Linked DNA regions of Mus musculus: region 1 is linked to region 2. Evidence: chromatin contacts called from public promoter capture Hi-C data. All regions are on one chromosome and are shown on one strand. Each heading gives the region's core, a stretch centred on a gene start, on an enhancer-like site or on the middle of the called end of the contact. The rest is flanking DNA. Distances are from core to core; before and after follow the strand shown. Region 1 overlaps Phf20 (PHD finger protein 20). Region 2 overlaps Gdf5 (growth differentiation factor 5).

The links. Capture Hi-C pulls out chosen DNA fragments and counts their contacts.
Region 1: a contact with region 2 is called in a promoter capture Hi-C map of adipose tissue. The contact joins two enhancer-like sites. A contact is called at or near these places in 3 of 39 promoter capture datasets (the C10 cell line, hematopoietic stem and progenitor cells and pre-B cells), 1 of 484 Hi-C or Micro-C datasets (pre-B cells) and 2 of 9 other capture datasets (adipose tissue and liver).

The regions. Positions count from the first base shown.
Region 1 is chr2:156,276,239-156,282,411 of GRCm38.p6, forward strand. Phf20 (PHD finger protein 20) reads left to right here. Exons shown (of 18, transcript NM_172674.2): 9 at 251-430. Among named protein-coding and RNA genes, the nearest start is that of Cnbd2, 33 kb to the right of the region's middle. Within about 2 kb of position 2,548, at least 170 of the 459 cell types and tissues checked have an H3K27ac peak or open chromatin away from gene starts, as enhancers often do. A contact at or near this core is called in adipose tissue, where this site is marked.
Region 2 is chr2:155,936,446-155,942,214 of GRCm38.p6, forward strand. Gdf5 (growth differentiation factor 5) reads right to left here. Exons shown (of 2, transcript NM_008109.3): 2 at 4,578-5,769. The coding sequence ends at 5,098. Among named protein-coding and RNA genes, the nearest start is that of Gdf5, 6.0 kb to the right of the region's middle. Within about 2 kb of position 3,941, at least 24 of the 459 cell types and tissues checked have an H3K27ac peak or open chromatin away from gene starts, as enhancers often do. A contact at or near this core is called in adipose tissue, where this site is marked.

The DNA.
Region 1 (6,173 bases), core at 1,298-3,797, 340 kb after region 2:
AGCCATCTCACCAGCCCCAGTTCATTCATTCTTTTTAATGTGTCTATATGTATCTGTTCCAGTATCTGCAGAAGGGGATTGGATGCCCTGGATTTGCAGTTACAGGTAGTTTGTGACCCACTTCACGTGGGAAGTGCTTTTGAGTCTTCTGCAGGGGTTCTCTGGCTTTCTTGTCTGTTTTAGAACTCTTGACTTCCAGATTGCATACATATTTGTTTCCCAAGCATTCTTTCTTTATTTCTTCCTCTAGGTCAGTTGAAGTCTCCATTGGAAGCTGGCCAGGTCTCTTCTGCATTAACTTGCCACCCCATTGGGGATGGCCTGGGGGCAGCAGATTTGGAGTTGAATTGCAAGTCAATGGGAGAAAACACGATGAAAACAGAACCTGTTTCTCCTCTTGCTGAGGTGCAGGAAGTTTCAACTGTTGAAGGTGTGTATGTACAGTTAACTTAGTCAAGCTTTATTATGTGCTTTGTTCTTTTGCTTTGCAAGTTTTTTTAAGTGCGTTTTCAATAGTTTTTTTTGTTTGTTTTTTTTAATACTTAAAGGCCTCCACAACTGTACTCTCCATATTGAGAGGCAGAAGTAGAAACATCTTAATAAGTTTGAGGCCAGCCTCATTTCCAGGGTATCACAGTGAGGCTCTGTCAAAAAAAAAAAAAACCCAAAAAACAAAAACAAAAACAAAAAACCTCCAGAAAACCTCCAGGTAGTTTGTGACCCACTTCACGTGGGAAGTGCTTTTGAGTCTTCTGCAGGGGTTCTTTTCGTGTGTGTATGTGTGTGTGTGTGTGTGTGTGTGTGTGTGTGTGTGTGTGTGTGTGTATGAAAAGAAAGAGGCAGAGACAGACTCTCAATAATGATGGTTGCTCTGGCTGTCCTGGAACTCACTCTGTAGATCAGGTTAGCCCTGAACTCACAGAGCTCTGCCTGCCTCTGCTTTCAGTGCTAAGACTAATGCTATGCTCCATTCATTTCTGATTTTGTTACATATTCTCTTTTGGTATTTTGGCTATGGAGTTACCAGTTTTATTGGTCACTTAAAAAGAAGTAACCTGTTTTGTGTCTCTTGTTTTGATTCTAACCAATTTCTCCTAACTTTCTAGAACTTTATAGTTGCTTTAGCAGTCACCTTTTTTTCTGTGTATGTGTTGTGTTGCCCATCTGTTCATTTAATGGGGAGATGTTATATGCATGCTCCAGACTTTATTCTAAACCATTCTTATTTGTGAATGTTCTGCATGGAACATGGAACAATGAACAGACTCATGTGGGGCCTTGACCTGTAGCTGTAACTTACATAGTCTTGGTGGCTGGTTGTCTGCTCTAAAGTGAACAGAAAGGTCCTTGTCACTAGAGTTTTAGTAGTAAGTGTTGCACTGGTAAGTTAACTAGGTCTGTTTACTATAACACCTAGAAGAGTTCTATCCTTCAAACTTAAGGGGTTTTGCATTTTGTTTTTTTAAATGCTTTTTGTTTGTTGAGACAGGGCCTACTATCCCTAAACAATTTTTCTGTCTCAGTCTACATGTACTGGGATTGCAGGCATAATCTTCCATGCCTTGTTCTGTTTCTTGAATAGAGAGTCACAGATGTATAATCATTTTTCTTTAGGAAGTTGTGTCTGTCCAACAGAATGGATAATCAAAATGTGGAGTCCACAAACCTTTATTGAATAAGCCATGTGTACCTGCTGTGGAGGAACTGAACTCAGAACTCACTCTCTGAGCCCTTCCTGTGTGCCAGAAGCTATTCAGTTTACAGAACTTTGTGGACTTAGTGTTTAGGCAGGGTTGGAAGAAGGACCTGGGAAGGTGGGTGGCAGGCAGACATTTGGAGGTGGGGGGGAAGCACTGTGTAGCCCAGGAGACTCTCAGATAATGTGGTTTCTGACTTAGTTTGCAGGTTTCCTAAGTGGGTTAAGGCTAAGCAGGGAAGTTGCTCTCAGTCTCAGCCATTTGCTTTGAGGAATCTGTGGAGTTCTTGACTTTCAAGTTAATCTAACTTCACAGTAGACAAAGAAGCAACTCAGCCAAACTATGGCTTATTAGTTTGTTCCCATATCCTGCCCTCCTTCCCTCTGTATCCTCCCTGCTGCTGCTGAACTGCTGAGGACACCATGGGAAAGAAGAGAGCAGAGTGCTGCCTTGAGGAACTTGGTACAGTGAGGGGCAGGGCCACCTCCTCCCAGGCACTTATCACAGTAGTGCCTTTACTCCTAGAAGGGGCAGCGTGCAGTCAGTGATTAGGACTGGGGAAGAAGGTCACCTTTGTAATTCTGTAGCTAAAAAGGAGAGGTATGTCGTCCTTGAAGCAAAATAATATTTCTGGGGTTTGTTTTGGAATAAAGGGTTTGTGGGAATACAGATGATACAGAAAGATTGCTGGTAAGAAGGCTGCTAAAGACACTTGAGCCAGGAATGCCTTATATAAGTGGGCAGGAAATGGGCTGGGTTGTCAGCAAAACAGCCACAGAGAGCAGGAGCGGCTCCGCCACTGGGCAGTGACTGTTCTCCAGGCTGCTGCCACAGCCTTGTTGTTTCTAAACCTAGGTGGAGTCATGCCCCTAGAAATGAGAAAGCAGCTGTTGGAGGCAACACTTCAAGTTCAGAGAGGACTCACCAGCAGGGGCAGCACTGCCATCTTGTGGAATAGATGGTCATGCTCTCATTTGCTTTGTGTGTATGTAGAAATCTATATTCTGGGCAAGAGCCAGGCAGTGTTCACTGGAACCAGATGCCTGGAGGTCAGGGGACAACCTTGTGAATAATTTCTTTCTTTCTACTTTTTATTTATGTTTTGGGAATCAAAATCACATTGTCAGGTGTACACAGCAAGTGCCATTACCAACCAAGCCATCTTGTTGGACTTCTAGGTATTTTTTCTGAGCATAGACAGTTGTGTATACATGTGTTCATATATGTATATTATATTTTTTCTAATGCTAAGGACTGAACCACAGATTACTCCTACTGAGCACACACTCTGCTACTGAGCTATACTCCCAGCTATGCCTTTTTCTTGTATAGTGCTAGATCGAACCCAGGGCTTTGTACAAGCCAAGCAAGGTGCACCACCGAGTTAGCACCCTCGGCCCTGTGTACTTTTCTTTTTCTTTTTTTTTTTTTTTTAGATTTATTTATTTATTATATGAGTACACTGAAGCTGTCTTTAGACACACACTAGAAGAGGGCATCAGATTACGTTACGGATTGTGAGCTACCATGTGGTTGCTGGGAATTGAACTCAGAACCTCTGGCAGAGCAGTCAGTGCTCTTAATCATTGAGCCATCTCTCCAGCCTGCAACTGTGTGCATTTTTAAGTAAGTCTTATTTGAAATTATCTCAGGTCTATGAAAATGTTGTAAATATAGAAGAAAGAAGAGTAACATGGTGGCTTACACACTCATAATGCCAGCACTTTGGGAGGCTAAGGCTGGAGGGTAACAGTGAGTTTGAGGCTATCCTGGGCTACCCAGTGAGTTTAACATCAACAGCAGTTAGTAGGTAGGATTTCTGTTACTTCCTTCTGTGAGGACAGAATGTGGTGGAGTGACAGCTGACAGGACAGAAGTGGTGCAGACACCGATAAAGCCACCTAGGACTCCTCAAGTGGGTCCTTCTCCTCTGGCTGCTCCTGTGCTTTCGTAGTTGGGGGGGGGGGGAGACAGAGAGATACTGCGAGACTGCCTCCCTTTATAGCCCCCAACCAGCTACAAAACCAAACCCACCATTGCCCTGCATCTCTCCCAGGTCCTGGGATTACAAGCAGGTGCGGCCTCACTGTTGTATCTGTTTTCTTAGTATACATTGTTCTAACGTTGACAGGAAAAAGCACAATGCCCCTTTATAATTTTTAATTAATTCTGAGACAGGGTCTCTTGTATCCTACATTGTCCTGGAACTTGTATAGATGAAAATATCTTCAACTCCTGATCCTCCTGTCTCCTTCCATTGTGCTGTGACTGTTGGCCACCAGAGCTTAGTGTATTCAGTGTTGGGAGCTGGATGAAGGCTTTGCAGAGCAGCCAGGCAGCTGTCAACTGATCTGGACCCCCTGAAATCCTTAACGGTTGGTTTATGTTAGACAGGGTCTTAATCTGCATTCCAGGTTTCATTTAAATTCATGGCAAACCTCCTGTCTCAGTCTCTTAAGTGCTGGGTTATAGACTTGAGTCATTATACCTGGCTCTTCCATTGTAGTCTCTTCTGAGATTGGAACAGCAGCCTCACATGTGCTCTATCTAGCCTCTATTCTCTTTCATGGTTGTTTAAAATTACATGATACAGTAGGTAGAGTGTGTGCTTAGCTTGGAGGAATACTGTTTAAACCTCAGCACCACATAAACCAGAAAAGGTAGCACACACCTGGCATCCTGCTCTCAGGAGGGTCACAAGCTCATGGCCAGACTGTATCTCATAAAGAAAAAGTTACAGCCATCTCTCATGGTGGTGTCACTCCTTTAATCCCAGCACTCAGGAGGCAGAGGCAGGCGGATTTTTTAGTTCGAGGCCAGCCTGGTCTACAGAGTGAGTTCCAAGACAGCCAGGGCTACACAGAGAAACCCTGTCTCGAAAAAACAAAAAAAAAAAAGAAAAAAGAAAAAATTACAGCCATCTCTTATGGGTGGTTGTGACTCCTTTAGTCCCCAGCACTTGACAGGCAGAGGCAGGCAGATCTTTGAGTTTGAAGCCAGCCTGGTCTAGGAGTGAGTTCTAGGACAAGGATTACCCAGAGAAACTGTCTTGAAGAACCAAAAATAAACAAATAGATTAATTAAATTAAAAAATGGAAATGCTATATAGTTTTAAGATTTGGCTGGTATTTTGAATTGAAATCTGTTTGGTTTTTCTTGGATTGTTTTTCATTGCTTCAGAGTGGAGAAAGTTACTCTTTCATATACCTGTAAAGTACTTTGTTATGGTATTATCGTACAGAACCTGTCAAAAGGTATGAATGCACAGAGCCACCTGCTTTCTTTGCCAACAAAAATGCCAGCTGTGTTAGATCTTGGTGCTGAGGCAACACCAGACAGTGAGAAGGGACTCTCTGATCTGGCTGGAGTTGTGGTAGGTGACAGGATCCAGCAGCAGAGGCTAAGAGCCAGCAGTGAGGTACAGCATGAAGTCATCGTGCCAGCAGTAGATGGCGTGTGATCCTGGCCAGAAGGGGCCATCTGGGTCCGTTCCCACATCCTGTGGGAGCTGGGTCTGGATGCAAGGGAAGACTGGGCTGAGCCAGGGCAGGGTGAGCAGAGGTGGGAGCTGGGAGCGAATGAATTATTAGTCACTGGGGCCAGGTGGCATTGGAGGCCAGTACTAAGGCTTTGTTGGGCAGTAAGGATTTTGGAAACAAGGTGCTGAGGGCCCAGAATTAGGCCAATCTGTGTATCATGAGTGTCATCTAACTGAGGTTTTGAGATATTGGCAGTGGGCATACAAAAAGAGGTTAAAGTAGGGCTAGAATTTTTCTTATTATTTTTTATGTGTGTGAGTATTGTCTGTATCTGTGTGTGCACCAGGTTCATGCCTAGTATTCTTAGAGGGCAGAGGGGAACTTCAGGACTCCTGGAATATAGGAGTTACAGATGGTTCTAAGTGACCACCTGGGTGCTGAGAATCAAACCCAGGACTCTGGAAGAAAGCAGCCAGTGCTGTTAACTGGTGAGACATTGCTCTGTTCCCCAAGATAGACATTTACAGTAAACAGAGTTTAAGGGCTGGGACTGGGATACAGTTCAGTCGTGCATGAAACTTGGGGTACAACCCTTTAGTACTGTAGCAGCAAAATGAAACTATAAAATTGCCAATCTTGTTTAAAAGCTTTTTGAAGTATGAGATAGTCTTTATTTATTTATTTAAAAAGGAAAAGAATAAAACATTGTCCATGTATGAATGATTTATAGCAGTACTAGCCTCCAAGAAGCTGAATGCTGCCAATAGCCAGGAAGCCCTATCTCTCTCTCCAGAGGACACAGATGAAAACACAGACCTAGCCAAACCCTTGCGTGTTCTGCCTGCAGGAAGGAGTTCAGGTGGCCCAGGTTCTTGATGAATAGGCCTGTACACAGGCCTAATTTCTGTATCACATGTCTAAGGGAAAGAAGGCTGCAGAGCCCGCTCTGCACTCTCTGTTACAGTATAATAGTACTACTCAGAAAATAGAGGCTTTG
Region 2 (5,769 bases), core at 2,691-5,190:
TCCTGAAGCTCACACTCATATTAGCATTCAGGCAGCCATGCTATATTCCATTAATTCCACAGGCTTCACAACCCCCTACAATGCCATCTTCCTTCAGTCTGAAGTTAGTGAAATTACACTTGTTCAGATCCTATATTTTCTTATGGAGTCGGTCCATGGGTTTAAACGGATAGATGGGGTTTTGTTTTGTTTTGTTTTGTTTCCTGTTCTATTTCATCTGTTCTCACCTAGCCTTCCTTATCCCAACCCCCTGTGGGTTCTTTGTCTTCTTTTCCATTTATGCATGGCCCTTAAGAACATTGTAAGGATGAAGAGAAGCCCTTGGTAAACATCTGCCATGCTTCTGACTTAATATTATGTTGACACTCAGTACAGTGTCTGTGCCAGACTGGACCTTCAATAGCTATTCACTAATCAATGAATGAACGACTAAATCAAGGATTGGTGAAATGCATGAATACCCTCATATCCTGAATCTGCAGGCTTGCAAATTTTCAAGAGTCATATATATTTATTTCATGGGCATGAGTGTTTCCATATGTACATACATATGTATAGTACTTAGTATGTATACCACATGAAAGGATGCTGCCTCCTCTGGAACTGGAGTTATAGATGGTTGTGAGCTGCTCTGTGGGTGCTGGGAGACAAACACAATCCTTCCACAAGAGCAGCAAGTCCCTTTAACAACCAAGCCATCTCTCAAGCCTCAGATTTATAACTTTTAGATTATCCCTTTTTTACAGACAGGGAAACTGAGGCATGGAGAGGTTAACTAACTTGGCCTGGGCCACTTAGCTGGATAGTGGCAGAAGCAGGGCCTGGACTTCCTGATTCCCATTCATGTGACTATCCCTACTGTGCTCCAGCATATATGTACTCAGATCAGGAGAGCCAGCTGAGTGGGAATGAAGGCTGTATGGCTTCCTGAGGTTGTGTGTCCTAGCCTGGGAGAAGCTCTTTCTCCTGTTGTGACCCTGGGACACAGGATGTGGAAAGGGCCCAGCGATGAGGAGCGCAGTGCTGGAAGCAGCCCTCCTTCCCTCCCCTCTGGGCCTCTCATGTTTCCTGCCCTAAACTCTGCTCTGCTATTTTCCCAAGGAATTCACAGCACGGTGTGTCCCTAAGGAGACACTTTTGGGGCCAGGGAGCCAAGCCAGGGAGGTGACTCCATTGCTGGCCAAGACAGGGGTCAGTGGATTCAGGGGCCGAGAAGAGTGGGTATAAGAATGAGGAGGCCTAGCCGGGCGGTGGTGGTGCACGCCTTTAATCCCAGCACTTGGGGAGCAGAGGCAGGTGGATTTCTGAGTTTGAGGCCAGCCTGGTCTACAAAGTGAGTTCCAGGACAGCCAGGGCTACACAGAGAAACCCTGCCTCAAAAAACAAACAAACAAAAAAGAATGAGGGGGCCTGCAGGAGATGTGCCCCTCTGCCACCCCTCTAGGTATCAACTTCCAATCTGGAACAAAAAAAACCAACCAACCAACCAACCAAACAAACAAACAAAAAAAACAAAGTCAACAGTACTCTTAGGAGCCAAGCATACACCTTATCCTAGAAGTAGGAAGGCAGAGTCAGGCAGATCTCTGTGACTCTGTGAAGCCAGCCTAGCCTAGTTCCAGGATAGCCAGAGCTAACATGAGTACCACACACAAACACCTGCTATTTAAAGCTCATACTCATGTGTGCATGCACGTGCACACACACACACACACATATACACACACACTCCTTATACTGCCCACTTAAGACAGTCTAAGGCACTATGAAACAATAATTAACATTCAACGAATTCTATCTTTGTGCCACTTACTCTACGAGGTTGAATGTCTTTTATATCCTTACAGCTAGCTTTAAGAAATAGGTAATAAATGTATTGTTTGTCCCCCTTTATATTTTCTTTCCTTCCTTTCCTTCCTTCCTTTCTCACATGGGAAGTCAGGCTGTACATGCAATCCCCAAAGGCTGTAGACCAGCCTCAAATACATCATCAGTTGTAGAGTATCTGCCTACATGGCAGTATCTATCTCTTGTTCAAGACCTGCAACGTTTTTTTAAGATTTATTTTTACTTATATGTATTGTGTGCATGCACACTCATGTGTGTGTATTCACACGTGTGTTCAGGTACCCACAGAGGCCAGGAGTGGACTCATGGGTGGTTGTTACCACCTGATGTGGGTGCTGGGAACTGAACTCAGGGCCTCTTCAAGGGCAACCAGCGCTCTAAACTGCTGAGCCATCTCTGCAGCCCCCAAGGCCTATAACCGACAGAAGACAAAGCTGAAGTTTGAAGCTATACAACCTTTTGAACCTTTCAGAGCTGGGGGATTATGGTCAGGAGAGTGTGAACTAAGGAGTCAAATAGAAACACTGTATTATTTTGTGTGTGAGAGGGAGGGGTGTGTGTATATGTGCACATGAGAATCCAAATGCACACGTACACATGGGGGGGGAGTATGTGTTTATGTCTATTCGTATAGAGGCCACAGGTTGCTGATATCTGGTATCTTCCTTGGTCACTTTCTACCATATGTTTTGAGATAGGGGCTCTCATTAAACCTGGGGCCCAAAGAGTCATCTAGGCAGACCAGGTAGCAAGCTCCAGGGATCTATCTGCCTATCTCTACCTCCCCAGCACTAGAATTACAGACAGGTGCTGCTATACTGTTTTTTTTTTTCTGTGACTGCTGGGAATCAAAGCTGGGGTCTTCATGCTTGTGTGGTAAGTGCTTTACCAACTGAGCCATCTCCAGAGCCCCCAGTAAGCTCTTGGAGCAAGAACGGAGAACACAAGCGTGCAGCTTCCTGTGACTGCAGCCAGATGTAGTGCTAAGGGAGAGAGTTCTCCGAGGGGGCCGTTGTCCTGATCTGAAGGTTGGAATGGAAGGGCTCTAAAGACTCAAAATGGTCAAATTGGTTCTCTAGAGTTGGGTGAAGGGGGCTGTCAAGTCTGAGTTGTTCTTTTGAGGTCCAGGGCAGTGTGGGGTGGGAAAGAAAGCTCTTGGGGTGTTCAGCTAGAGCTATGACCACTCACTCAAAGCCTAACCCTTCAAGCTATGGAGAGCTCTGTGACTCAGGTGATGTTCTACCAGGGCTAAGGCGAGGAGAACTTTGCAAGAAACAAGAAACACACAGCCCAAGAAATAAGTACTTGGGGCAGCCAATACCACCTGTGACCCCTTCCTGCTGTCTCTCGGCCCATAGGTTTCTAGCCACCTCGATCCTACACTGCTCTCTCTGTAACCGTACTTGTCTCCTTGGCCTCGCCAGCGCCTTCCTCAGGGCTCATTCTCCTCTCTCACACACCAGGCCTCTGTCTGCTGTGGCAGCTCCTTTGTTTACCCTCAGAGCTCTCAGGCACACTACTAGCCAAACACAACGAAGCCTCGCCAGGGAGAACTCAGTTCCAGACTCAGCCTGGCTCCTCTGGGACAGGTAATGGCCTCCAAATCAAGGAGACAGCTCAAAAGAAAGCTGCCCCCTGCACTGGGCTCTTGCTTCAGGTCCTGACAACCCAAAGGAAAGGGACATAAGATCTGCCCATTGTTGGGCAGGGATCCCTACTCTTGAGACAGCTTTGGCGGGGAGCCCTGGGAATCAAAGCCTCAGCTGGAGAGAGGTGGAGAAAATTTTGAGGCCCTATGGGTGGGAACCAGAGACTTGGACTTGTCCTGACTTGTCCTGATCCTTGTGTCTCTCTTTAGCCAGGTAGAATCTGGCCTTGAGCCCTCCACTCTGAGATCCAGGTGTCTAAATTTCCCTCCCAGAGAGAGCTGTCCTCTCCAAAAGTTCACGCCCCACACCTCCCCAAAGGTTCTAGCTAAGAAAAGGAAGTGAGCATTTGAGGTGGGCCACGTTCCAAGCAGGAAGCACTGCGAGGATGTGCCTGGCATTTTCTGTCTGTCTGAGGTCAGCAGGGGAGCCCAGTGATTTGTGTGTAATTGCGCACTTACATAATGTGCAATGTAAAGGGAGCGGCTCCACTTCTGACTCTGAGCTTTGTGAACAGTGATGTGCCGTGATCAAGCAGCCCCAGAGAGCAGTGGGATCCTAGACCAGATCATGTGTGAGAAACAGTGGTTAGTAGTAGAGATGCGATGCCACCACAGGGAGGTAGAGACCCTTGGCAGCCCAGACTTCTCAGTGGAAAAAAAGTAGAGGGCCCTTTGAACGAAGCCCAGGCAAGATTGTGATTGTGGTAGTTCGGGGGCACTGTGAATGAAATGGAGATGGTGTAAAAGAAAGTCATGTCTCCCCACCCCCTACCCCCTGAGGCTTCATTTTGGAGACTTGATTAAGGAATGTAAAATTCTAGCTCTTTGCTAGGCCCCAATGGAACAGAAGGAGCTGGGCCCGATAGGCCTTTGGAAGAATCAGGAATGGGGTTAGAGGTGAACACTGGCTCTGACCAGCTGTACTCTCTGCCCCATTCTGCTTTGGTTCCCAGGAGTGGGGGTGGAGTCCAAGCCTGGGAAACAGTTTATACCTGAGGCAGGCACCCTACTTACACTCTCAAGGGATAGCCACTCTTTGGGAGATCTGGGTCCACTGGAGTAAACAAGAAATCTGCCACGATTTTAGCCATGAAGATTCAGCTTTTATGTCATCGATGTACATTTTAATCTAACAGTCTAATTAGGCTCATACTCTTCTCTTCACCCCTGCCCAAGCCCTTTCCCCTTCTTTGCCCAGCCCCTGTAATGAACATCTCTTGGCAGAAAGTCACCAGGCACAAAGGTGATTCAAGGAGGAGACAGCTCTCCCTTAAAGAGCTTAGGATATAGCTACAACTTCTCTGGAGAGTCTGGAGAGAAATGAAGAGGCCCCGGGCAGGAGAGATGGTGAACTGAGTCTCATTAAGAACACCTTTCCTGAGCCCCAGGCCCACTCAGAGTCTGTTCCTTGGGCAGGAATCTTCAGAAGGTGATCTCTTTAGTCCAGATCACATCCAGAGAGTAAGCCTGCTGAGAACTCTTTCCTGCAGGCTGCCAGGAAACTTCGGGCAGCAGCTTCACAGGCTCTCTGTTACTCCAGGAACCTGTGGAGGGGGTAGTCTCTGGATGTGCCACCCTGGAAGACAGGTGGGCCAGTGCTGCTACCTGCAGCCACAAGATTCCACGACCATGTCCTCGTACTGTTTATACACCACGTTGTTGGCAGAGTCGATGAAGAGGATGCTAATAGGACTCAGCCGTGTAGGCACACAACAAGTGGGTGGTGTGGATTCAGGGTCCATAGAGTTCATTAGGGTCTGAATGACTGCGTGGTTTGTGGGCTCCAAGTGGGAGCGCAAGGGGAACTCACACAGTCCTTCGCAGTGGAAGGCCTCATACTCAAGAGGTGCGATGATCCAGTCGTCCCAGCCCATGTCCTTGAAGTTGACATGCAAGGCCTTGCGACTGCAGCGAGCCTTGAGGTTCTTGCTGGGTCGCTTGCCCTGGCGATTGGCCAATGGGGCCCGGCGTTTCCGCCGCTGGCTGAACAAATATTCATACACAGTCTTGTCATCCTGGCCAGAGCGGGCCTTAATCTCATTAAAGAACAGGTCCCGTTTCTTGGTACGACCAAACACTAGGAACAAGGCTTTCTCGTGGACCTGTCGGGCAGTGCGTTCAAAGCCCAGGCCACGGAGGTCCACGGCCCGGCCCCGTTCCCAGGCCTCCAGCTCCAGGCACAGCTGCGCTGAGTTCTTAAAATTTCGGAAGAGCTTCCAGATGTCGAACACCTCCCAGCCAGATCCATCCAGGCCTGGCACGGAGCGCACATC